5 separate regions of the Mus musculus genome follow, and all the other regions are linked to region 2. A link is a contact called in public HiCAR-type, HiChIP or PLAC-seq and promoter capture Hi-C data. All regions are on one chromosome and are shown on one strand. The core of a region is the stretch at or near the end of the contact, and the rest is flanking DNA. Distances in the headings are between cores, read along the strand shown. Region 1 holds the start of Gabrb1 (gamma-aminobutyric acid (GABA) A receptor, subunit beta 1). Region 2 holds the start of Nipal1 (NIPA-like domain containing 1). Region 3 holds the start of Ociad1 (OCIA domain containing 1). Region 4 overlaps Gabrb1 (gamma-aminobutyric acid (GABA) A receptor, subunit beta 1). Region 5 holds the start of Fryl (FRY like transcription coactivator).

Region 1 (2,700 bases), core at 183-2,682, 950 kb before region 2:
CTGTTCTACCAGATTTTTTTTCTCTAAAATTAACTCTTACTTAAATGTTCAGTGTCTCCTGAATCTAAATGATCTCCTCGACTTTCCTCCACATCCCATCATCCACCATCACTTTCTCCGCCCCCCCCCACAATGGATCTCTTTTGCATACAGTTATAGAAGTACTTTTTCCAGTCTGTAAGATTTAGTACATACTGTTCTCCCTCAAGAAGAATTCCCCTTCCTTGCCAGACAAAAGCTTTGTCTTCTGTTCTTTGTTTGCTTGTTTGTTTGTTTTTTCTTCTCCTCTAAGGTAATTTTTAGTGCTTCTTGGTTTGGTAATAATTCTTCAGTTTACACAGACAATATCAGGAAGAAGTGATTTCTTTTTGCTTATCTTTGTAAGGGGTTTGTGAAAAGTTTACTCTAAGTTTCAGAATACCTAGTATCAAATGAAGACTTGATATATGCTATTTAACAAAGGGCATGAATCCATCCCAGAATCTCCAACCACCTAACATGTTTTTTAGTGATATGTACTGAATTGCATTTCCTAACTTCCCTTTATTTGAAAGAAGATTGGCTTTTCCCGGGCTGCATAAGGCATATTAGACTGAGGATGTTCAGTGTTCAATTTAGGGATTAAGAACAGGAGCTAGCACACTGACAGTTATAAGCAAAAAGCTTGGGCGACTAAAACCTACAAGATTTACCAGCAAAGGTCCTGGAAAAAAAGATTGATTGCCAGGGTTGCTTCATTCTTCTTCTCTTCACTTCCCATTCCAAGTGGACTGATGGAGATGGGAGCTAAAGGAAAAGCATACATTTAAAAGTTAGTCAGTTCTCTCCTCCCCCCCCCCCCCCTCCAATTCCACAAGCAAGCAGCTGTCTTCATAACCTCCGAAGAGAGGACAAGACTCCCAAACCCTCCCTGTGTTTCCTCCTCCCCACCCCCAAACTCCTTTTCCGGGCCGGCCGGCCGGGCAGTCTCTGCCCACTCCCCTCCCCAGCACCCTCCCCATCTTTTCTACAGACAACCAGAGAACCATCTCCAGACTTCTTGTTCTAGGACCTCTATAACTGTCAACAAAAGATGCCAGACAGCCTTAGCCAGATCATTGAAAGCCCTGTTTTAAAAAAGAAAAAAAAAAGAAGGAAAAGAAAAGAAAGAAGGAAAAGAAAAGGAAAAAGAAAAAAATTCAAGCTTAGGACAGGAGGGAAAGGAACACAGCAAACCACAGCTCAGGAAAACTGGGCACACACACACACACACAGGCACGTTGGCTCCTTTGCATAGAGACAGCAGGTTGTATTCGACTACCCAGAGAACGCGGAGCACCTCAGACAGGAACTTTAAAGGGATTGAAATCTGTTGCCTGTTCCACTAGGAATATTGTTTGCAAGGCACAAGGTGTCTTTTGGTAGTGAGTACCCTCTGCGCATGCGCAGGTCCATTCGGGAATTACTGCCCAGCCGCCGACTAAGTTGCATTCCTTGAATCTTCGCAGAAAAGACAATTCTTTCATCAGAGTTAGGAATGTGGACAGTACAAAATCGAGAGAGTTTGGGGCTTCTCTCTTTTCCCGTGATGGTTGCTATGGTTTGTTGTGCACACAGGTGAGCTGCCTGCTTCAATCTCTCTCTCTTTTTTTTTCCTTGGTGATTTTCTTCTTCTTCTTTTATTTTTTATTTTCCCGTGCCTGCTGGATCATGTATCTTGTTATTTGGGGGTAGGTGTGCCTGGATCTTTTTTTATGTCTGTTTTCAGTTTGTGATCTTTCTGAATACGGTCCCTACTTCTTCCCTTCAGCTCCAATGAACCCAGCAACATGTCATACGTGAAAGAGACAGTGGACCGACTGCTCAAAGGATATGACATTCGCTTGCGGCCGGACTTTGGAGGTAATGCTTCTTCATTTTTTTTTTCAACCTGTTACCCATCCCTAGTTCACCTTTTCTGTCAGATATAATGCCTCCTTCCCCATTTTACCGTTCCTGTAAACGTGCAATACTACGCCCTGCGCGCACACACACACACACACACACACACACACACACACACACACACACACACCACGCACTATCCCCAATCTCAGGTGGACGTATCCTCAGGCTGAGCTGTCCCTCTCTTCAAGCCGACACACCCTCTGCACTGTCACTGCATCACGCGTGTGCCCACACCTGTTTTCTCCCGCTGTCCCCTACAACAGGAAAGGGGTAGGGAGGGAGCCTGCTTAGTCTGTAATAAGATCTGGGAAGCCCCCAATGTCCCCTCAGCTCCCTGCCACTCAAAGACTGTCTTTGCTGTGGTCCACCTCCCTGGCAGGGCCCCCGGTGGACGTCGGGATGCGGATCGATGTCGCCAGCATAGACATGGTCTCGGAAGTGAATATGGTGAGTGGCCTCCCCAAGGGCTCGGCGGCCGGCCGAGCTTACGCAGATGAGAAATGAACCAGTTCCCCGTCCTCTGCTTTTCATTGGTGGTCACCTCGGCCCTGGTCCCCAGGGTCCCCACTCCGCGCGTACGCCCCACTCCAGTACACACACTGTCGGTCGCCCCACAGTTTGTATTTTCGACACACACACAGGCTACCGCAGTGCTCCGAAGGAGACGTACTCCGCACTATTTTGGGAAGGAAGGGGGACTGTTGCGCCGGTGGATTGGCTGGGGCGGAGTCTGAGCCTTACTTTAGCCGGGTCTCCCCGACTGTCGGGCTGTGC
Region 2 (2,700 bases), core at 166-2,665:
ACACGTGTGCATTCGTGTGCAAACAAAGAAAACTCATGAATCTCAAAGGAACATTCTCAAGGCTTTTTTTAAGTGAAGATATAAAGCATAAAGTGGAAAATAACAACAGCTATTATCATTTTGAATGCTTTTAATATAAATTAAACAATTTTTTATAAAGTGCTTAGGGTTAGGGTTTGCCACATTGTAACTGATGTTTGTTAAATAGTAAGAAGTACCTGGGATCAGATTTATTATCATTGCCAGTCTATGGTGAAGACAAAACGTGAAATCTGATGTCCAAAGAAAGCATCTAAGTAGATGTCTACTTCACAAGGCTTCCAATTCAAAACTGGCTTAAACCGTCTTTGCCACTTCCACCTGATCCTGCCCCTCCCCCATTCTTTTTCCACAGGTCATGCCCATAGACAAAAAGTATGCATCTTAAACTACTGACTAATTTGGTTTTAAGTTTTGTCTCATAAACCTGAAAACAAGAAAAGCAAGATGGATCTCTGCAGTGAAACTCTTAGGCAATAAAGTTAATTCTAGCTGTTCGTGAATACCTAGAGCCTATGGGGGTACAGCAGTCAAGCGCAAAGGCACCCCAGAAAAACACACAATCTCGGCTCTTCCGGCTGAGGGCTTCAGCAGTAAGTGTGACCACTTCATGAGGCATAATAAATACCTCGTGACTAAGTTACTTCACCGCTTTCTCTACCTTATCCTTATCCCTCACCTGCAAACTGTAGTTAATAAATTGTGCTGTAAATTGTAATGAGTTGACTCATGCATGTTATGTAGTGTACTGCTGGAATATCATGAACTTCAGCGTGGGAACAGGTCTTCTCAGTTTGGGCATTGCTGATCCCTGAAAAGCTTATTTCATATACGACTGGGCGTGGGGATAAGGCAGCTGGGTGGGTGGAGAGGGAAATGCCTGATTGTTGAAAACAGGTAAGCACGGGTATTGTAAGACAAGGAGGACAACGGCGTGCACGAGAGAGCAGAAGCACCAAGCCTGTTCGAAAAAAATCCCAGAATAAACTTTAGCATGGACTCAGCACAGAACTCCAGCAGACAGCGCCTTGTGCCACAAAAGCCAGTGATGAGAAAGACCCACTGACGTTGGCCAGCACTTCGTCTGCTCCAGGACAACCAGAAGGGGGCCTCGGGACAGCCTCTCCATCACTAAATTCCCCGAGTGACTTCGGCAGCATCCACGCTGTAACCTCATCTCCTCCTGGCAGGTGTTTCTGGACTAAGCACCTGTGCAGCTCCCGGGTCCACCCTGCAGACACCGGTGACTGAAGGAACTTCTGCGGCGATGAGCGAGCGGTGGGCGGAAAATGAGCCTCAAACCACCCCATGCCCCACCCAGTCACTCTCATTGGCTGAGCCTGCCACGGGGGCGGAGGCAGCGCACACCCTTCGCTGACTCCACCGATCCGCCGGAACGAAAGCGGGTCCCGGGACACTGGTGTGTGAGAAACTATTGCTAGCACAGAGGAAGCCCGGTCCCCAGGCCATGGGGGTACAGCTGAGGCTGCCACCCGGAGAGCCCTGCCATGAAGGTGAGTGTCAGTCCCAGCGGTGGGACAGTTGGGTCACTTGGGTAGCTGGGAGCCCAGATGCGAGGTCTCAAAACTAGACTCAGAAAAATGTGCGGATTCTTAACGCGCCGTCTTCTAATCATTTAGTATTCCAGTCGTCCAGTCGGCTGTCCCACCAACGGGACAGTAAATACTTAGCTGAGCCCACTGCACTCCAGACTCTGTGGGGAAGCCCAAGTCGGAGCAGGACAGAAGTGACGCCCACTTAGTCCCCCGGCTGGCTCAATGTTGATTACGTCCTACTGAGTGTGTGGCAGGGAAATTCAGGATGCTTGCTGAGGGCAGATTCCAGGGTTTGATCCAGGAGGAGGTTTCCTGGCTCAGCCTCAACTCCGGAGTACATGGCAGAGGGCGTGCCGGGGATCCCGTGGGCTTCCCACAGTGCTCCCTGAACACACTGTGCCTGAGTCCCACGGAGAGATCGCTCAGGTATGACTTACTGGGCAATCCTTTGAGTAGGGTGACTACTCCAACAGGGAACTGGGAGTGCCCTTTTGTTAGTTCTTCCTCAGGGCTAGACTGGGATTTCCAGCCCACACCTTGCCTGGTAAAACCCCTGGGCCCCACCCCTTGACCTTTGCCAGATGTTCCTCACTTCCACTGGCTTCTTGCAGTCTCTACACAGAAGGTCAGAGAAAACTGAATGGAAGTAAGGGGAAAGGTGGGGCAACCTTGGGAAATGTGCATTGCAAACGAAATTATCGGTTTTTTTTTTAATCCCCACTGGTGTCAGGTCATTTCTAACCTACTTGCTAACGACTCAAAGAAGCTGTCTGGTAAGACCTGTGCCTTACAGTGAGTGCTTCCCAGCCTAATGCTACGACCATGTAACTACAGCTCCTCGTGTTGTAGAGATTCGTGTCCTTGCTTCTTGGCCTTTCCAGCTTATAACTTAACGAGGGAATAGAAAGAAAAGGGGGGAGAGACAGAAGAAGAGAGAGGACTCATCAAATCCCAGCTAGTAAGAAAGGGGAAAGGTGTGTAAAAGAAAATGTGCAACAATTCACAAACTATCCCCACATTGAGACCGGTATCCCTAAGGCAGCTGCATCTAGGGTTGTTTCCTAGACAGTCATGCGCTTAGTGGCAGTTGGTCCCTTTTCTAAAT
Region 3 (2,700 bases), core at 182-2,681, 640 kb after region 2:
CGCCTTGGCTATTTGCTCAATGAAGATATTTGAAAGAGTGCTTGTTAAAGACTCTTCCAGGGATGTCTCTATTCCTCTCAAAGAACAATGGCAAATGGAAGGAATAATTCCATCAAGTCATGCTTGGTGAACTAATGAGCTTAATTAAAGTTACTTTCCAAATCATGGGCAGCTTGCCAGCTATGCCTCTTAATACATCTTTCTCCCAAGCATATATGCTCAATTTTGTACCTTTGAGAAAAGGATGTGCCTCTGAGCTCTTGACTCTTCAGGAGGGCATGTTCGTGGAAGCAATCTTTTGAGGGTCTCCAGTGGGTACACCACAGCTGCTCTGATCACAAGGATGGAACCCAAGGCTTTCACAGCTGAGCTTAAAGTTCCGTGATTTCTGGTGATCCCCACGTTCCTGGTGCCATAGCAAGGGTCTAAGATGGTTAACAAATCCTATCGCCTTTCTCCATTGGATGGGCATCAGCTTCCAGGAAGGCTTTGGAGCTCACCCAAGTTATGTTTGAGTTCGTCCTTAGTGTGGGGTTCAGGAGCCATAGAGGTCTAGCCATGACTCCGGATTCATGTTTTACATGACTTTCTCTCTTAAATAAGCATACAGACAAGTTCGTGGATGCCATAGAACCAGTGAAAAACATATGAAATGAGGAATGGTGGGAAGTCTGACAATTATAGGAGTTCATAACTTCGTGGGCTGGAGCTATCAGAGGTATCAACGATATACTTTCAGGACTTGGTTCAGTATACGCACTCAGTAAACATGCCTAGGATCAGTGTAAGAAATGAATAGTTGGTGGTTAGGAGTGGCAGCCTGAGCTCTGACGAAAAGTTGGTCTCCTAGCATTAAAATATAGTCTCCTGGTAATACAGCCCCAGAGCCTAAACTCCTTTTCAGACTTGTTTTAACCCAAAACTGTGAAACACACATTATTTCTGTTATTCAGATGAGTAAATTCTGAGTCTCCGAGTTGGAGTGTATCCTGACTCTAGTGTTAGAATCAATCGGACACTAGACTGGAGGTTCTGACAGTTAACTTAAGAGTTCACGCTTAAAATTCACTACCTAGCCTAGAGGCTTAAAGCATAAGAAAATTTCTGTAAATCTTAAAATTAGGGAAGTCCAAGGAAAGTCATGGGATAAGGAGGGGACTTGAGGATGGAGGGGTTCCAAAATGTCCCTACTGGCTTGTCACTGAACAGTCTCTGGGGTATGTCACAAGAGCATCGAACCTAGAGGCAGAGCTGAGCTGCAGGCCTTAACTCGCGCAGCCGCAGTGCAGCTCTGGAGCGCCGCGGCCTGGGGCGGGGTGGGGGGCGGTGAAAGGGGCGGGACTAGTTGGACGGGGCGTGATCGACATCCGTGAGTATTGAGAAACTGGCCCGCCGCTGTTTCCCAGCGCTGTCCTGACGTCATTTCCCGTCAAGGGTACTGCTTCCGGGTGTCGGCCTGCTGGCGCTCGTGTGTGGGTGACATCTTGGCGATCGCTTGGAAGCTGCCCTCTTTCCCCTCCCCGCTTCCCGCGTTGTCCGCTGTGCCTGTCTCTGGGGTCCTCTCCCGGCCTCTACCCCGGGTCCTGCTCCCAGCGTTGCCGCCTCCATCGTGAGGTGGGTGTGGTGGCGCGGCTTTCCGCCAGTCTCCCACCCTCGCCCGCAGCCGCCATTTTCCTGCCCGGAGGTGTCCGGTCGCACTGCGGGCCTGGGCTCTGCTGCAGCGCCGGTGACTCGGGCACCGGGAGACCTGCATGGAGGGGTGGGGAAAGCCGCGATGGCCGAGGTGGGGTGGCAGGTCAGGGACAGGAGTGCTGGCGTCCGCGGCTACTGCCTCGCTTGAGCCTTGTTCTTTATGATTACAGCTTTGAGCTGTAGTGATCAGACAGGTCGCACTGCCCTCCAGCCTCCCTGGGGACGAGATTTTCTTTCTTTCTTTTTTTTTTTTTTTCTTTTTTGGTAGGGTTTTGCAGTTTGAGAAGCTTCCTCTGAATGCTTCATCTGTCCAAGAGTTCAGTTTACCTTTTCTGAAACCTTTTTCTTTGAAGGGATATAGGTATGCAATAGGTGATGATTTTAGTGACTAAACGAATTACAGAAAGGTGCTTTGCTGTTGGCATCCAGTAAGTCATACTGCGATGCGTTTGTTTCAGCGAAGACGTACTCCTTATTTTGTCTGAAATGCTGAGGTCTAAGTTTAAAGGAAGGCGAAAGAATATATTTGCTCTTGGATTTTAAAATTTATTTAAGATGTTTGAAGATTACTTGGGCTGGTACAGGGAAGTTTGCCATTAGCGTAGCTACCTGCAGAAAATGTGACGTCATTATTTTTTGACTGCTGAGTTAGGGGATACAATGCAGTTTCGTTTTAATTGGAAACCTAGAAGTGACTTGAGGTTTTTCCCTAATCATTTGGATATGGTTGTAGTTTTTGTTTTGTTTTTGAGTCAAGGTACAGAATAATGTGAAATAACATAACCTAGCCTTAGAAGGGAATTTTTTTCCATTGTTTTGATGTACCCGTTTTTCAATCAAAGGGTCGAATGTGAATAATTAGTTCAGATATGTTTATGACCCTTTTTCATTCAGTTATTTTTTTATGTCAGGTAGTTGAAATGTAAAAGTCGGGGCCTGAAGAGATAACTCAGCAGGTAAGAGCACTGGCCCTTGCAGAGTTTCCAGTACCCACATGTCCTATCACAG
Region 4 (2,700 bases), core at 59-2,558, 510 kb before region 2:
CTCATCAGTTAATGAAATAATCAGAATGAAAACACAGCTTCCAACCCCCAGTTCCTTGCTCTGCCATGCTTACATCCTTCCTGACTTTATCTCAGTTGCTTGCTTTCACGAAACTTCCTGTACCTAGCAATAAGTTCTCCCTCTGATGAAACCATTACATCAGCATTTAATAGGAAACATGACATCATGATTTCCAATATCATCAATGCACCTCAATGAGGTATGTGCCTTAATAATCTGTTTTATGTTTTGCTTGAGTATTTCAGACCTAGAAGCCGTATGTTCAATTCATCTTCTAAAGTATACATCCTTATCACTTCAGCTCCACGACTTCAGCAACAAACTTCCTCAGGTGTGACTTTTCCATGCATTATATGGTATGAACACTACACACACACACACACACACACACACACACACACACACACACACACACACACACACACATTTAGGCTAGAGCTGCATCCCACACAGACAAAGAGAAGCATTAGCAGCCCCTCCTGTGAGATGTCATCTTCCCAGGCCTCCAAGTGTAAACTCTCCAATTTAGAAGGCATTGTGCTATAATCCAATACCTTTGACTTCTTCACTCTACCTCAAAAATCTGCCTTTTTAATCTTCCTTCCTTCCCTCATCAGCTGTTTTGACATCCCATCTTGACACAAGTTAACTAATGATTTATTTTTTTTACCTTGAACTACAAACTCAAAAAGGAATATTTTAACTTACATGTTTGTGGCCTGGGTGTCCATATGAGGAGTGCATGTGCCCACGAAGGTCAGAATAGGGCACTGGATGGATCTCCTGGAGCTGCAGTTGGAGGAGGTTGGGAGCCACCTGACCTGGGTATTGGCAACTGAAAGCTGCAGTAAGCGATCTTAACTGCTCTGCCTCGTTCCCAGTGAGACTCTAGATTTGTAAGGAGTTTTAAAAGAGACTTGTCTTTTAAAATGTTTAAATGTTCCAAGAAGGTGGGACTTTTAGATTTATGGTTTATATTGTGATATTAACAAGAGATCTTGAGGAATATACAGGAAAGGAAAGGTTACTGGTTTAATACTGCTTTGTCTGTCAAGTTGACAAGGGGGTCAGCTGTACTGGTGAGTTTTCCATCCTCTTGACTCTAGTGGAAGCCAGTCTGCTAAGAGCAAAGTTCAGTTGAGAAAAGTGCCTCATCAGATTGGTCTGTAGGCAAGTCTGTAGGGGGCATTTTCTTGATTCATGATTGATGTGGGAGGGCCTAACCCATTGTGGGTGGTACTGCCCCTGGAAGGAAGTCCTGGATTGTTTTTTTTTTAATGCAAACAGAGAGAGCCATGGGGAGCAAGCAGGTAAACAGTGTTCCTCCTTCAGTTCCTGGCTCCAGGCCTGCCCTGCTTACGCTCCTGCTCTGACTTCCCTCCATTGGTGGGTCATAACTTGGGAGCTGTAAGATTAAATAAGCCCTCTCCTCCTCCGAGTTTCTTTGGTCATGGTGTTTTACCACAGCAATGGAAAGCAAACAAGCACCAGGAAATATGTGCTGGCTAGGTTCTATTGCTAATTTGACACAACCTTGAACCACCTAGAAAAAGAATCAATAGAAGAATTGCCCAATTCAGACTGGCCTGGATTCGTGTCTGTGAGGGGATTATCTTGATAGTTCTTGCCGAACAGACTGGTCCACTGTGGATAACACCATGCCTAGGCATGTGGGCCTCAGCTGTATAGGAAAACTACCTGATTAAGCTAGAGAGCCAGCAAGCAGTTCCTCCATCATTCCTGTCTCCAAGTTTTCCATTGAGTCCCTGACCTGATTTCCCTCAATAATGAATTATAATCTCAAAGTGTAAACTAAACAACTCCTTCCCTTCCCAAGTAGTTTTTGGTCAAAGTAATTTTTAACAATGTCTTAATTATGATTTCTATTGCTGCAATGAAAAACCATAACCAAAATGCAAGTTGGGGAGGAAAGGCTTTACTCAGCTTACACTTCCACATTGCTCTTCATCACCCAAGGATGTCAGGGTAAGAACTCAAGCAGGGCAGGATCTTGGAGGCAGGAGTTGATGCAGAGGCCATGGAGGGGTGCTGCTTCCTGGCTTGTTCCCTATGGCTTGCTCAGCCTGCTTTCTTATAGAACCTAGGACCGCTGGCCCTGAAATGGCACCACCCACAATAGACTGAGTTCTCCCGCATCAATCAATAATGTAAAAATGCCCTTTAGATTTATGGTTTATATTGTGATATTAACAAGAGATCTTGGGAATACACAGGAAAGGAAAGGTTACTGGTTTAATACTGCTTTGTCTGTCAAGTTGACAAGGGGGTCAGCTGTACTGGTGAGTTTTCCATCCTCTTGATTCTAGCGGAAGCCAGTCTGCAAAGAGCAAAGCTCAACTGAGAAATGCCTCATCAGGCAGAGATGATCTTATGGAGGCATTGTCTCCATTGAAGTTTCTTCCTTTCAGAGAACTCTAGTTCGTGTTTTAAGTTGACTTAAAACTAGCCATCACAAACAGCAACAGAAATCAAATTAGAACTAGATAGGTAGTGAAAGAAGAAAAATAATAGATGATGATGATAATGATGGTGATAGATAGATAGATAGATAGATAGATAGATAGATAGATAGATGGATGCATGGATCATACAGATGAATGGATGGTACATAGGTAATTGATAGATGGAAGTAAATAGATAATAGAAGGGTAAAGATAG
Region 5 (2,700 bases), core at 200-2,699, 610 kb after region 2:
ACCCTCCTCGAAGAGCTTCTGTCGTGGAGTCCCGGTAATACTTTCCCTAGTTCAAAGGTTAAAGCACATTTAGTTCTGTCTGAAGCTCTAGCCCCTCAGCCATTCCCCCACCCGTTTATTTATTCTTTTATTAACACAGCAACCTGGGACTTATATCCTCGAAAGTCTACAAGCAAAGCGATTGTAGGTAATGAGGAACAAAGCTGGACTAGTAGTAAAGCATTCAGGCCCCAGATCGCCTTAGATATCGGCCTCTGCAGACGCAAGAAACGAGGCTCGGCCGGGCCGGGAGAACCTGCCGCCCGGAAGCAACAACTCCCATTAGAAGGCAAAGAAAAGTTGCACGGCTGAGCTCCGGACCGCGAGGAGCCAGCGCCGGTGTCTGCGAAGCCGGTGGCCCGGGCTGCACAGGCCCGGCGGCGGGCGGTGACTTTGGCGTCCGCCGGGCCGACCCCGGCTCCGGAAAGGCGCGGGTCCGGGGGTGCGCCGTCGCTTCAGGCGGAGTGGGCTCTGCGCCCAGGTCCGCACCCCTCCCAGCACCGCAAGCAGTGGGCGGAGAGACGCGGCGGAGGATCGCGGACAATGCCCGGCCGGGCCGGCAACCTCGGCGCGCAGCGCGAGCCCGCCGCCTCTCCTCCCGAGGCCGCCTGCCGGCACCTTCAGCCGGGTCGGATGATCAACCCAGCAGTAGCGCCTGCCGCCACCGCCCCGCCGCCCGCTTCCTCGCCGGGCGGTTCCCGGGTCGCGGTGAACCCGCGGCGTGCGAACCAAGCCGGCGCGCCGAGCGGCGCAGGGAGCGCGCTCAGGGCAGCCGGGCGCGCGGGAAGAGCGGAGCGAGCGTGGAGACGACGGCGCGCGACCAGGGCAGCCGGGAGCGCGGGGAGAGCCGGGCACGGGCCGGGAAGGAGGCGCGCAGCAGAGCGGGGCGCGCGGTGCTCCCCCACGGGTCTGCCGCAGCTCCGACGGGCTTTCGGTTGACCCCGGCTCAGTACCGCGCCCGCGTCCGTTAGGAGCCTCCCCAGTCGGCGCCGCAGCCGCCCATCCCGGTCCGCCTCCCTCGCGGCTCGCAGCAAGAAGGGCAGCCGGGCCAGGGCCGGGGACCCGGGATCCCACGGCCGACGGTCGGCGGGCATCCCGGATCCTACGGCCGACGGTCGGCGGGCATCCCGGATCCTGCCCCCGCGCTGGAAGAGAAAGTGAAATGAAGCGCCTTTCCCCAAACAGCACCTACCAGGTCCCCAGTCCCGTGCAGCTGCCTCGTTCCTCCAGCGCCGCCGGTCCCCGCCCTCGGGCCCCAGGCTCCGTTCTCTTTGACAATGGCGCGTCCCCTTTAAGGAATAATCCGATCGGGACCGATTCGTGGTTAAACCTCCCTCCGACTCTGATTTTAACCGGATTTCTGTCTCTCCCAGAGCCCGACGGGCGCCCGGCAGTGCTGCGAGCTCTGCCCACCCCTTCTCTGCCCCGCCCACCCACTCGCCTTCCTGATTGGCGAAGGATACTACACCAGGAACAGCGGTCCTCGCCCTCCACTGGCCGGCCTCCCCGCCGCTCAGAGTTTCCCCACCTTCGCCCCGCCCCCTCCCCCGGGTTGGACCTACCTCTAATCACTCTCGGTCCTCGCCTCCAACGTTGCTTTGGAGAACTGGCAGTCACGGCTCACCCTCCCGCCTCCGGAAAGCTAACTTTATTTTTATTGGTAGAAAGACATCTTCCTGTGCACCTGATTGGGTAAGAAAAGGCAAGTCTGCACGCCCCTTACCTTTTATCACTCTCCCTGGACGGCTGAAAGACAGTCGTAAAGTCTTCCCTATTTTGGCACCCTCAAAGCCTCTGTACCTTTAAATGTTGGTAGAGGTCGAGCACAAACAACCTATACTGAGGAAGGCGGGAAAGAGAGGTGGAAAGGATGCAAAAATCTTCAGATAAAAAGCACACCACAGCAGCTGCGGGATCCTGAGAGCCCAATCCTATTTCGTGAATGGAGTGAGAACACCTGAAATCCTAATACTGGCTCCTGAGAATTAATCAAGTTCACACTCCCTGTCTACTCTGCTCACATCCTTGACTTCCTGGCTTTACGCACCCGGAAGAATTAACGAAGGTGTCTTCAAACCCAGGGGTTTCCTTGTTTATCTTGCAATAGGACGTTCAGAAAAGCGTTAAGTTCTTCCCATTAGAAGTTCCGTTTAGGTCACGTCCTGTGTGTCATACTGGCATTTGCGCGGGACTATGCTATTTTTTATTATTTTTAAAAATTGTTTGGAAAGATTAAACATATATTCCTCTTTGCTGATATTCTCAAAGTTCCTCTTGTTACAAATGTGGACACCAGAGGGCTAGTCTTTGAAGGACAGTGGCACCTTTCCGGGGAAAGCACATCTACCCAAAGGAAGAGGGAGAAGTCTCGCCAGGAGAAACCTGAGTGGCAGAACCCTGCTCATTAAAGGAGAGGAATCCTGCGACAACCTCGGGATCTGCATTAACTTAGCACCAGGTTCCTACCCCAGATATAGGAAACGAAGGTTATTTCCAAAAAACCTGAGTGTGGTTATGGCTTTCGGACCCGCCAAGAAATAGTAAGGAACAGGTTAAGTGTTCTCTCTATTTTCTATGGTCTTTGATACTTTTGACGATCCTTTGACGACGTCAGAGGATCCCTACAGGTGCAGCAGTCACCTCCAGTAGTGCCAAGAAAGT

What was found. Promoter capture Hi-C pulls out the DNA fragments that hold promoters and counts their contacts. HiCAR-type assays count read pairs that join an accessible place to other places. HiChIP or PLAC-seq counts read pairs in DNA pulled down with a chosen protein or histone mark.
Region 1: a HiCAR-type map of astrocytes shows a contact between it and region 2, with 3 times the contacts expected there. The contact joins the promoter of Gabrb1 here to the promoter of Nipal1 in region 2.
Region 3: a contact with region 2 is called in a promoter capture Hi-C map of pre-B cells, with 2.1 times the contacts expected there. The contact joins the promoter of Ociad1 here to the promoter of Nipal1 in region 2. A contact is called at or near these places in 2 of 39 promoter capture datasets (pre-B cells and stem cell-derived epiblast-like cells), 1 of 484 Hi-C or Micro-C datasets (CD4 T cells), 2 of 115 datasets of contacts at active chromatin or transcription factors (effector CD8 T cells and memory CD8 T cells) and 1 of 9 other capture datasets (pancreatic islet).
Region 4: a contact with region 2 is called in a promoter capture Hi-C map of embryonic stem cells, with 2.9 times the contacts expected there. The contact joins the enhancer-like site here to the promoter of Nipal1 in region 2. A contact is called at or near these places in 6 of 39 promoter capture datasets (the HPC-7 cell line, cranial neural crest, embryonic stem cells and 2 more) and 1 of 9 other capture datasets (adipose tissue).
Region 5: a contact with region 2 is called in an H3K27ac HiChIP or PLAC-seq map of thymic regulatory T cells, with 4 times the contacts expected there. The contact joins the promoter of Fryl here to the promoter of Nipal1 in region 2. A contact is called at or near these places in 2 of 39 promoter capture datasets (cranial neural crest and pre-B cells), 2 of 484 Hi-C or Micro-C datasets (CD4 T cells and CD8 T cells) and 3 of 115 datasets of contacts at active chromatin or transcription factors (memory CD8 T cells, microglia and thymic regulatory T cells).

What each region holds. Positions count from the first base shown.
Region 1 is chr5:71,698,500-71,701,199 of GRCm38.p6, forward strand. It overlaps Gabrb1 (gamma-aminobutyric acid (GABA) A receptor, subunit beta 1), which reads left to right and starts at 1,433. Exons shown (of 9, transcript NM_008069.5): 1 at 1,433-1,596; 2 at 1,790-1,881; 3 at 2,306-2,373. The coding sequence starts at 1,517. Gm38562 (a long non-coding RNA gene) reads right to left here. Exons shown (of 4, transcript XR_868471.1): 3 at 693-786.
Region 2 is chr5:72,646,381-72,649,080 of GRCm38.p6, forward strand. Nipal1 (NIPA-like domain containing 1) reads left to right here and starts at 1,416. Exons shown (of 6, transcript NM_001081205.1): 1 at 1,416-1,553. The coding sequence starts at 1,508.
Region 3 is chr5:73,291,363-73,294,062 of GRCm38.p6, forward strand. It overlaps Ociad1 (OCIA domain containing 1), which reads left to right and starts at 1,432. Exons shown (of 9, transcript NM_023429.4): 1 at 1,432-1,614.
Region 4 is chr5:72,132,838-72,135,537 of GRCm38.p6, forward strand. All of the region lies in intron 8 of Gabrb1 (gamma-aminobutyric acid (GABA) A receptor, subunit beta 1), which reads left to right. Among named protein-coding and RNA genes, the nearest start is that of Commd8, 34 kb to the right of the region's middle. Within about 2 kb of position 1,309, at least 1 of the 459 cell types and tissues checked has an H3K27ac peak or open chromatin away from gene starts, as enhancers often do. A contact at or near this core is called in embryonic stem cells, where this site is marked.
Region 5 is chr5:73,255,169-73,257,868 of GRCm38.p6, forward strand. It overlaps Fryl (FRY like transcription coactivator), which reads right to left and starts at 1,450. Exons shown (of 63, transcript NM_028194.2): 1 at 1,232-1,450.